2 separate regions of the Delphinus delphis genome follow, and region 2 is linked to region 1. Evidence: chromatin contacts called from public Hi-C data. All regions are on one chromosome and are shown on one strand. Each heading gives the region's core, a stretch centred on a gene start, on an enhancer-like site or on the middle of the called end of the contact. The rest is flanking DNA. Distances are from core to core; before and after follow the strand shown. Region 1 holds the start of CNOT11 (CCR4-NOT transcription complex subunit 11). Region 2 holds the start of RPL31 (ribosomal protein L31).

Evidence for each region. A called contact is a pair of places that touch in the nucleus more often than the background predicts.
Region 2: a Hi-C map of lung shows a contact between it and region 1, with 4 times the contacts expected there. The contact joins the promoter of RPL31 here to the promoter of CNOT11 in region 1. A contact is called at or near these places in 2 of 3 Hi-C or Micro-C datasets (lung and muscle).

The regions. Positions count from the first base shown.
Region 1 is chr12:7,011,460-7,016,946 of mDelDel1.2, reverse strand. CNOT11 (CCR4-NOT transcription complex subunit 11) reads left to right here and starts at 3,476. Exons shown (of 7, transcript XM_060027263.2): 1 at 3,476-4,298. The coding sequence starts at 3,476.
Region 2 is chr12:7,198,509-7,203,995 of mDelDel1.2, reverse strand. It overlaps RPL31 (ribosomal protein L31), which reads left to right and starts at 2,062. Exons shown (of 5, transcript XM_060027270.1): 1 at 2,062-2,097; 2 at 2,494-2,600. The coding sequence starts at 2,494.

The DNA of each region.
Region 1 (5,487 bases), core at 2,227-4,726:
GGGGACCTTTCCCCAAGCAGTGTCTCCCCTAACAGCAAAATTGGGGACGTTTTAAGCTAAGGCATATGCATATTCATGAAGGGGCTTGAGCAGAGGAGAACTCAGCATAGAATTAGGGCAAAGGTCGACGGAGTCCAGGCTTTAGTTGGTTGAAGTCAAGAGGGTCAACGTCATCCTTCCATCCTCCACCAGGGGATGGAGGGGGGCTTAGTTCCTGCAGAACTCAGAGACTGTATCAGATTGTTACGTATATTCCTTGAGGAGGAACTAGGACTCAGTTTTATCGCTGAACTATTGTTTCTTGACTGCTTTCCCTCTGTCCCTGTGTTCCCTCTCTTCCCTTAAGATCATTGATTATTGAGACCTGTTACAAACATCTTATAAAGGGCAAGCATTGTGGCCAGGCCTATAAGGATCACCAAGTGGCTTAGACCAAAATGGCTTTTCTTATGTCAAGAAAGCCATGCCTGGTTCTCTTTCTCCAGGGACCCCCTGCCTTATCTGCTGACAAAGGCTTTGGCAGGGTCAGGCTCCAGGATGCTTCCTTGCCTCTTCCAGCTTCTGGTGGCTCCAGATGTTCTCAACTTGTGGCAACATCACTCCAGTCTCTGCTTCTCTCCTCCCTGTGCGTAACTTTGGTGAGAGCCACCTATTCAGTTTTCTTCCTTTTGTTTTGAGCTTCCTGGGATTCTTGCAGCCAACAAAGAGACAATGAAACATTTCCTTGCTTCATGCCAAAGTTACTGCTCCCTCTTTGTCACAGGTTGTGGTGTTGTCCCCTGCCTCTGCCTCCCTGCCCCCCAAATTCCTATGTTGAGTTGTAACCCCCAGTTAGAAAGTGACTGTATTTGTATAGGGTCTTTAAAGAAGTAATTGAGTTCAAGTGAGGTCATTAGGGTGGGCCCTAATCCACTATGATTGGTGTCTTTTTAAGAAGAGATTACGAGGGCTTCCTGGCAGTCCAGCTGAAACTGTGCAACCCAGATTGGGACTTGAACCCACGTTCTTTTAACTGAGCTCACACACGTGGTCTCAGGACTTAATGAAGGTCAGGTTCTTGATGTCTCATGTAGAAAGAATTCAGTGAGACACAAAGTGATAGGTAAGAAGTGGATTAATTTAGAGAGGAACACACTCTACAGATCTGTGGGCCATCTCAGAAGGCAAGAGCAGCCCCACCCCCGCCTGGGGGGGGGTGTCGGTTTTTATAGGGGTGGGTAATTTCATAGGCTAATGAGTGGGAGGAGTATTCCAGCTATTTTGGGGAAGGGGTGGGGATTTCCAGAAATTGGGCACCGCCCACTTTTTGACGTCATGGTCGGCCTTGGACGGTATGTATGACTGGATACATGCCCGGGAGAGCTTTGGGTCTCTACTGGTGGAATGGTGTCTCCTCAAAACTCATGTCCATCTCAGAATGTGACCTTATTTGGAAATGGGGTTTTTGCAGATGCAGTTAGTTAAGATGAGGACATACTAGATTAGGGTGGGCCCTAAACCCAATGACTGGTGTCCCCATAAGAAAGCCACATGAAGCACAGACACACGGGAAAGAAGGCCACATGACTGCAGAGGCAGAGATAGGAATGGTGCAGCATAAGCCAAGGGACGCCAGAGACCGCTGGGCATCACGGGAAGCTAGGAGGAGACAAGGAAGGATTCTTCCCCAGAGCCTTCAGAGGGAGCCTGGCTCTGCTGACACTCTTATTTTGGACTTTTAGCCTCCAGAACTGTGAGAGGACAGATTTCTGTTTGTGGTTATTTGTTACCAGGGCCTGAGAGTTGTTTTCGGGGAACACGTAGGAAACCCTGTATTACCATTGTTAAATAACGAAAAGTCAACTGTGTAAATTTTAAAGATTTAATTGGTTTTATTGAGCAGTTCATGAGTCGGGCAGCATCCCATCTAGCAAGTAGAGAGGAGCTCCCAAGGGCTACAGAAAAGAAAAGGTTTTCAAAGGCAAGACAAAGAAGTCTAAGCAAGGAAGATTTATTTCAGGCATAGGTATCCTACTTATGGGGGATGGAAGAAGTCTTTGTGACAGGTTACTTCATTTTCCTTTGGGGCATGGTGACCGATTAGCTCATTGGTGCTGACCAGAAAATTCCTGGTTAAGACTACATTTCTGGGGGAGGGTGAAGCTTCAGTTAGATTAGTAGTGTGACCTAGCATAAGTGACTCCATCTGGGGCCTCTGGTTTTCTTTTTAACACCAACCTAATTTTGAAAATGCTCTTACAGAAAGAAAAATATTTAGTTTTTTGGGGTGGTGGGGCACATAATGTTCACATATTTTGAAACAACTTAAAAAAAAACCACAGCAAAACCTATGCGGGTAAGCTCATTGCTGTAACAGACATCCCAAACACAATAAAGTTTATTTACTATAGTAAATAAATAAAATGAGAGTACTTTCAAGATAATTCGAATCAGTTTCCCAGGAGTCCAAGCGTTACCAAGTTATATCTGCTGCTGTTAGTTAACTGGCAGGACCCTTCTACAGGGATATCTAATAGTCGAGTGAAGAAGCCTTCAGAATATGCATGCCCCTTGACCCAGCAGTTTCTCTTCCTTCAATTATACTTTAGAATTAAGGTGGCGCGCAACTAGATAATTCTCGAGCTACTAGCATGAGTTAGCGCAGACTGTATCTCCCAAACTTGCCTGCTGGGAATCGCTGGTGGAATCCCTGTAGGGTTTTGTAGGTCTAAGGGAGGAACTGGGGAAGTCTGGAACACACCCCTCGGTGATTCCCAACCCAGAGTACACACTAGGCACCTGGGCAGGTGTTTTTGCTTTCTGTTTGTTAATACCTGGCCACCAGGACCAGGCACTAGCATTTTTGAAGGCTCTTGGGGAACTTCCAATGCACAGCTAAGGCCCAGAATCAGCACCCTTGGGCAGGCTTTGGTAAAAAGTTGTACAACAATTTTGTAAACGAATGTTTATTGGAAACATTTTACGAAAATCTTGTTAAAGTAACCGTGTACAAAAGCTCGTGTGCGTATGATTCCATTTCCTCAAATAGGAGTGTAAGACTGGAAATTAACTTTGGTAATGAGAAATGTGTGATCTTCATAGCTATTAGCACTTAAAAAGGTTTCACCATGAACAGCCAGGTGTGTTATATTAAGAAAACTTTTCAGATTTTTTTTTTTTTTTTTGCTGCATTGGGTCTTCGTTGTCGCGCTTGGGCTCAATAGTTGTGGCTCGCGGGCTCTAGAGCGCAGGCTCAGTGGTTGTGGCACGTGGGCTTAGCTGATCCACAGCATAAGGTATCTTCTCGGACCAGGGCGCGAACCCATGTCCCCTGCCTTGGCAGGCAGATTCCTAACCACTGTGTCACTAGGGAAGCCCGCAACTTTTCAGATTATAAGATGCATTTTTCCAGACAATAACGTCACCCAAATTTCTTGGGACCTTCTTTGCCTGGTACAACCCTCGGGGTGCCTCTGGGGGCGGACGTTGCTCGCCCATGCGCAGACTGCACCACAGCGTGGTGCTGTGGCACCGCGAGACTTCCGCAGCTCCCCCACAGGCCCCACCCCCATTTCCGGCTTTTCGCTCCGCCCACTCGGCGTCTCGGGATCCTCTCCCTGGCCCGGCTCCAGCAGCCTCGCTCTGGGTCCGCGCCACACTCTCCTCTGCGGGCGGCTGGCTTCCCGGCGGGTTTTGTTTGCGACGCTGTCGTGCCACAGCGCGCTTTACGGCCGCGGGGACGGAGCGAGCCGGTGCCAGGGCCTTTCCGGCCCGGAAACAGGACTGGCGAGCGAGGTTGATGCCCGGCGGCGGGGCGAGCGCGGCGTGTGGCCGTTTTCTTACCGCCGCGGAGCAAAGGAGGGCCCGGGAAGCGGCGGGGTCGGTGTCTAGGAGCGGGCCAGGAGGCTCCGGCTCCGGCGGCGGCAGAGGCGGAGCGGGTGGCCCCGGGCCGGGTTGTGGAGGCCCGGGGGGCCCCGCGTGCAGGATGAGCCTGACCCCGAAGGAGCTTTCGAGCCTGCTGAGCATCATCTCGGAGGAGGCGGGCGGCGGCAGCACCTTCGAGGGCCTGTCCACCGCCTTCCACCACTACTTCAGCAAGGCCGATCACTTCCGCCTGGGCTCTGTGCTCGTCATGCTGCTGCAGCAGCCGGACCTTCTGCCCAGCGCGGCGCAGCGCCTCACGGCGCTCTACCTGCTCTGGGAGATGTACCGCACCGAGCCGCTCGCCGCCAACCCCTTCGCCGCCAGCTTCGCGCACCTGCTTAACCCCGCGCCGCCCGCCCGCGGCGGCCAGGAGCCCGACCGGCCGCCGCTCTCAGGTAAGCCCGGGTCCTCCCGCCGGGAGCCCGCTGTGCGGCGCGGAGGGTGAGATCCGGCAGCTGCTGGGCCTTCACCCACACGTGAAATGGACTGTGTCCTTTTGAAATCCCTTCCGCACTCCCTCCACCGAGTAGGGACAAGTGGCAGCTTCACGGCACCGAAAATTACTCCTCCCAACAGTACGGGCCGTGAAACCGTGCCGCTTAGTGTTGGGCTTGACGCTTTAGTGCATCATGATGCAGTTCGTGCTCGTCACGCGCGTCTGAGGTGTGTGCAGTTGTAAGTAATGACACACAGGATCTGCCCTCCTACACCCCGGCTTTAAGTCTCAGGAGTCACCGAGAAGTCGTTCAGAACCCGAATACGTTGTTGAGCGGAAATGCACGTTCAGCAGCGTTTCAGGACTTTACAGCCGCCTTCTTGCTGTTAGGTGTCCTTGGTTAACGCGATGGGGGCAGAGGCTAGAAAGTGGTCTCAATTCACGGCCTAGACTGGAAGACGCAAGACTGCTGCACATTATGTAAAATGCATGCTCGTGCACCTTTAGTGAGAGCACTGGGTTGGATGCGAGGCCTCTTTTGCTATTTCTGTTTGTTTGTTTGGCTTATAAACAGAAATTTATTTCTCATCGTTCTGGAGGCTGGGAAGTCCAAGGTCAAGGCCCCAGCAGACTGGGCGTCTGGTGAAGGCCTGCTTCCTGGTTCACAGACAGCTGTCTTCACACTGTGTCCTCACATGGTGAAAGGGATGAGGGATCCCTCTGGGGTCTCTCTTCCCAGGGCACTAATCGCAGGGCTGTGATTGGGGGTTAGGATCAACACTTTAACATTCAGCCTACAGCCCAGGCTTAGCACGGTAATGGCACAATAAAGGATGATTATTTGAACCTGAATTCAACTGAAATTCAAGTAGAGCAAAACCCAAAACCATATACTTACTCTGTAGTTTTAAAAAAACTGTTCACTGTCATCTCCTCTACTAGAGGGAATTAAAGCTGGCCTGATAAGTTGCCTGACGGGACCACTAATTGTCTAAATTGGGAATCGACTATATTCTATCCAGTTTAACCCTCTCTGTTAACACGGGGAAACAGAGGTCCAGAGAGTTCGAGAAACTTGCCCAGAGACAGACAACTACTTTTGGGCTGGGCCAAGTGTAAGACCGGGGTTCCTTTCATTAACACCAACA
Region 2 (5,487 bases), core at 813-3,312, 190 kb before region 1:
GGTAAAATGTGGGTGTTGGGTAGAAAATTGCTTCAGTTTCTCTCTTCACTTTATGTGAAGCCTGAAGGTTTTAAAGTCATCCCTTAATAACCTAGACAAATAACTAATTTGGATCCTCCAGAGACATGACATATGTGGCTTTTTGGACACAGACGTATGAATTTCATACAATGCCTATGTGCGATCGTACAAACGACAGCATACTTCTGTATGCATAACATGGTTGACGAAATAGCTGAAATATACAGCCTTATGGTATCTGTGAAGCAGCTTTATTTTTCCGGGTGAAAAAAGCTCATCAGAAAGAAAAAAAAATTTCCTTTAGGATTATTCCCTAACCAGCCAATGTCCAGTTATGGGAGAAGCAGGGTAACCCATCAGCACATTCACTGAAATAATACAGGCCTTAAAATATATACTCCAATATTGGGTTACCACTTTATACACACTTAAAAGGTCCTGAATTTAATTCAGTATGTGACTCAACTTCCTTTAAAACCATCTGCCCCTCCCGAAGTCCCCACCTCTTTCAGTGGAGCCACGACCCCACCCATCGATATAAACTGAAAAACTTTATCCTCCATGCTGGTAAATTCCTTTCTGTCAGAGGGGATTTTGTACGTGGAAAGATAGTCACCACTAACTGTAAGTCATTTAATGTCCAACTGACTAATCTTATACATTTATCGATTAGCATTCTTTTAACCATTAAATAGTCAACATTTCCCTTATTAATCACATGCTGCTTAAACAACAAATGAGTCAATATTTAGGAATTTACCCCCAAAATTTCCCCAATTATGAAAAGAGATTACAAATAACCCTTGTAAGAATTAAAATCTCAAGTCTGATACAGAAGCTTTCTTAAAAGTTCTAAAAGGATCCACAAAATATAACTATATATATATATATCTTTACATCTAAACTGGTTGCAAAATGTGAATATCACAGATTTAACGCGTCTGTATTTTACAACATGCTCATTCTCACACCTTCTCAGCGCTCCAGTTTTAACATACCGTTCTAGGGTTTCAATAACTCACCCAGTAAAGTTTTTACACCTCCCTAGGTTTAAGGATCTTATCATGCCCTCGCCCCCTCCAAAAGAGAACGCAATTTCTGATCGGCAGACTGAAGGTCCAGAGTTGTGAACCCGTGGGTTTGGCCTGGGGACGCGGGACTTGGCTCTGTAGTCTGTCAACTCACACCCGACCTCCTGGCGTCAGGTTCCTCCCTTTTCATTCTCAAGGTACGTATCTTACATCAGGTGTTGGATAAAAGTGCTGCTTCTATTGCTATTATTGGGCCATTTTGTTGTGATCGAGCGAAAAACAGGTATTTCTTTAAGGTCATGAAATCATATTGATTTCTCCAATGTAATAGCTTGTATAGTATTTTACTCTCCCTTTCTAAGGTGATTTTGTCAACTACTAACAGTCTCCTAAATTGACACTTCATATAGTCAGTTACAAACTGGCGATTTTGATTTCGAAACACTTCTTGTGCAGGCCTCTGCTCTACCCCCCTCCTCGCCCCTAGCCCAGGTCCCACTGCGGCTGATCGCGGCCCCCCACCCAACCCCGAGAGGCTCCCCGGGCCGGGCAGCGAGGACGCCCTTCTCGCGAGCCCGCTCTGCCCGACCGGAGCCCCTCCAGGGCGGCAGCCGCGTCAGTCATCTCCGGGCCTCCAGCCGGGAACACAGGGTCAGACACCGCTGGCCGAATCACTGAGCGAGTGGGAATAACAGAAGAGCGACTTTCCTCCCCGCCACGCCCTCCTCCACCTGGGGACCAAGGTCCGGTTTCCTCTCAAGAGTAAGACCGGAGACGCAAGTCCCTCCCACACTCGTTCGCGCGCAGGAGGCGGGGTCGCGCGGCAGGAAGCTGGCGCAGAGAGCGCGACTCTCCAGGTCCCGCGCCCGAGGCCCTCTAGATTTTCCCTCCCGGCGCGCGCCGCTTACGTCACAGCCTCGCCTCTTCCCTCCTCTCACCCGCCCCCTCCACCCGCCTCCAGGTGACCCGGAAGTTGTATTTGCGACCCTGCTTTCCTTCTCCCACAATCCCTCCCGGCCTTCCTTTCTAACCCCGGACGAGCAAGGTGAGTATGTGCGCTCGGTGCCGGCTGCAGGAATCCGGCGGCATCCTCGCCCCGGATTGTGTCGACTAGGACAGCGGGCTCTCTCTTGACCCGGCACGGGGCCCCGCGTTCCGACGGCACGGGAATCTGCCCTGCATTTAAGGGCTCCCGGAGACTGGGAGAGAGAGTGGCCAACCTTAGGAGAACCCGGGCCGCAGGGGTTTCCGGGGCGGGGGCACCTAAGGGGCGCGGATGCTTGGGCTGCGCGGGGTGGCCGGCTTGGCTTTGTCCAGACCTGGGGCTTCAGGGGCCTCGCCGGACCCGCTCCGAGGGCGGCTGCGTGAGGCCGGGCCGGGAGGGAGGACTTGGCTTGGGTTTGTCCCACTCGCTCTGAGCCTCGTTGTTGCCTGGGCTTAGATGGCTCCCGCAAAGAAGGGCGGCGAGAAGAAGAAGGGCCGGTCCGCCATCAACGAGGTGGTGACCAGAGAATACACCATCAACATTCACAAGCGCATCCACGGAGTGTGAGTACCCCTGCGGTCGTCTATGCCTTGCTGATGGGGGCTCCCGAGATGGCGGTCTGGTTGTCCCTGGGGTCAGTCTAGTCGTCTGGATGCTGTGTGGTCTAGAAATTACGCATTTCTTCAAAAGCTCGTCTGTATTCCGTGGACCCTGTTTAAGGCTTACAGGGGTTAAAGCGTAATGCTCAGAGGTTAATACCTAGACAGATTAGGTTTCTGGGAGAGCCAACTTGGAGAAATACGGTAACGATAAAATCATTTCACTCTGTTTCGCAGTTACACCTTGGCAGGCCTGAAGGATGAAAGATGTGTATATGAGGGGAAGCAAGCTTTTTCGATGTGTCTAGGCCTTAGTAAAGGTAACCAGTTAGCTAAAGCTGTGCCCGGCCCAGAATACGAACACTCCGATGGGCTTCCTTTAGTTCGCTGACCTCCACAGTTGCGTAGTAACATCGGTAAAGCTGTAATGCCGCCAGTGCAGCTGCTGGAGGGACCGGAAAAGAGTGTATCGGTGGGGTTATAGGGCCGTGTTTGTGCCGGCGACACTTGGAGGTTGTGGATTAGTGAGGTGCAAGCATATTGGGAACGATTTGGAACGTGCTGGTTCTTGGTTTTCGTCCCTGGGGTTTGGTGGTTCCCTGTTCTCAAGCTTAGCGAGGCTTCCCGTTTTTTCTGCACATGGTGCTTACTAGTGATGATGGAGACCAAACCTCTTCTTGAATACTGTTACTTGGGGTATTTTTGATAGCATGTGTTGCACTGCAGAATACTGTATTCGGGCACCAGTCCGTGGAGCAGAATTGCCTGCGCTTGCTCGGGCAGTCTCGTATCTGGACAGCCCGTTTTGTGAGGGAGCTCAGTGTGCAGCAGCGTCCGCGTTGGGCCTGGCGTTTCCGGCCAGGCGTTGACCGTGTGCGAGCCAAGGAGTGTCGTGTACGTGGGGTCTCGAGGCTTTTGGGGCAAAAGTCCCGTGCCTTTTTTGTGCATAGATGCTGCTGGTAACCACGTTCTCTTCCCCTCACCCCTTAATTTGAGGGGCGTGCGTATATTCGTTTGGGGAGCATATTAGGCACTTACTGTGTCTTGGGCTCTGTGTATTCAACAGGGAACCAGAGAGCCTGCCTTCCTAGTTTACTTAGTAGGGGAAGTTAGACAAGCATCCAGATACAAAGCGGTGAAAAGTTGCAGGTGGAAAGTAAGTCACAAGGTGAAAGGGGTGGTGTTTTAAAGGCCACACAGTTAGCGGACATTAGAAGAGTGGGTGTGAGGCATTGTGGGTGGGCAGGTTTTTCAGGCATTCTGTGCTTTGTCATAAGAGCCCTAAGTGAAGACCTCACGGAACTAAAACCTTCGGTCATACTTGATGGGCAGCAATTCATTCTTCGCTTTACTTCCAAAGATCCCACAGTGGTGGTTTTTGTGCTTCCGCAGCTGCTGCCCCTCCCCAGTCTAGTCTGTTGTTACTCACAGCCCGTCCTCTTAGCGTTGAGTCCAGGGCTCAGCCCCTCTCTACCTATGCTTGGTAACAGCGGCTAGCTTTAGGGTCTCGCGTATCCAGCTGCTGTTAACCTGTATACTTGGGTGTTTAAATGGGTATCTCAAAAATTTTACATGGCCCCACACCAAACTCCTAGCGTCCATCTCCACCCCCGACCTTCCCATTTCCCTGTGGCCTTCGCGGCAAGTGAGTGTGTCTTCTTGGCTTGGCCTTCCCCAGGCTGATGGCACTGGTCCCACCAGTGTTCTCTTGATGGTTGCAGTCAGCGGCTCCAGCTCCTGGCTCCCTCTTCCAGCCCCAGACACCCGGGCTGTTCTCAAGGCCCCCATTGGCTTCCCATCTTAACTCAGATGAGAAGCCAAAGTTCTTGCTATGATTCCACATGGGTTGGCCACTTTCTTTCCTAATCAAAGCAGGCAAGTACCTGATTCAAGCTCACAGTTTGGGTTTAGTTTTACCTTTTTTCCCTGCCGTAATGCTTTTTCTATTAGGTAGATAAATAGTTGCCCTTATCATCTTTGGGTCTGGACTTCAGTGTCTCAGTGGCCATCTTACTTGAAACCTGCAGCCCCCTTCCTTCCCTAATGCTCCCTCTTTTCCCTGGTCTGTTTTTCTCTGTGGCGCTTGATACCATCTGACATACTCCATGTGTCAACTACGAAAGCTACGTGGGAAACAGGCTTTTGTCTGTTAAACCTACTGCTGTTATCTCTAGTGCCTTTTATTTCTAGGTGGTTAAATATTTAAGTGAACGAAGCGACCTTGCTTGATGGATTCAAGGAGGCTGGTGAGGGGTAGAGCAAAGGGAGCAAGGGGGACATGGTAATTGACATGGCTCCTGTGACAGTCACAGTCCTGGGGCGGGGGAGGACAGCCTTTAAGCTTCGGTCTCTGCCCCCCTTGGAATAACCTTTGCTTATCCAAATGCTTGACCATTTCAGCCGGTAGTAAACTTTGGCTTTTTCACGTTTTGTATTTAACTGAAAGCATGAAATTCAAAGGAAGTTACGTATCCTCATCTAAACAACAGGTTAATGGTGCCTAACACATGCCGAGAGATCCGGAGCGTTAACTGTTGCCCTCATCGTGTTTCTTGAGAGGGAATTGGTACATTTCAGGCCCCTGCTCTTTAAGCATAGACCAAGTTAATAATGAACCGTTAAATCCCATGTCTTAAGATGTGGCAAATAATTTAATAATATTGTGACCCGAGGACACGGTATTTACTTCTGTGTTCTTTATGTCCATGCGTATTCTAACATCATTCTTAGATTATACTCTCCCTGGCAGATGCTATTAGACCTTGGGGGTGTTTTTGTTTTATCAGGAAAGGGTTGGCAGTGTGTATATTAGCATCTCTTAAGGGTCGTATACAGAGTCCTTGTTCTATGT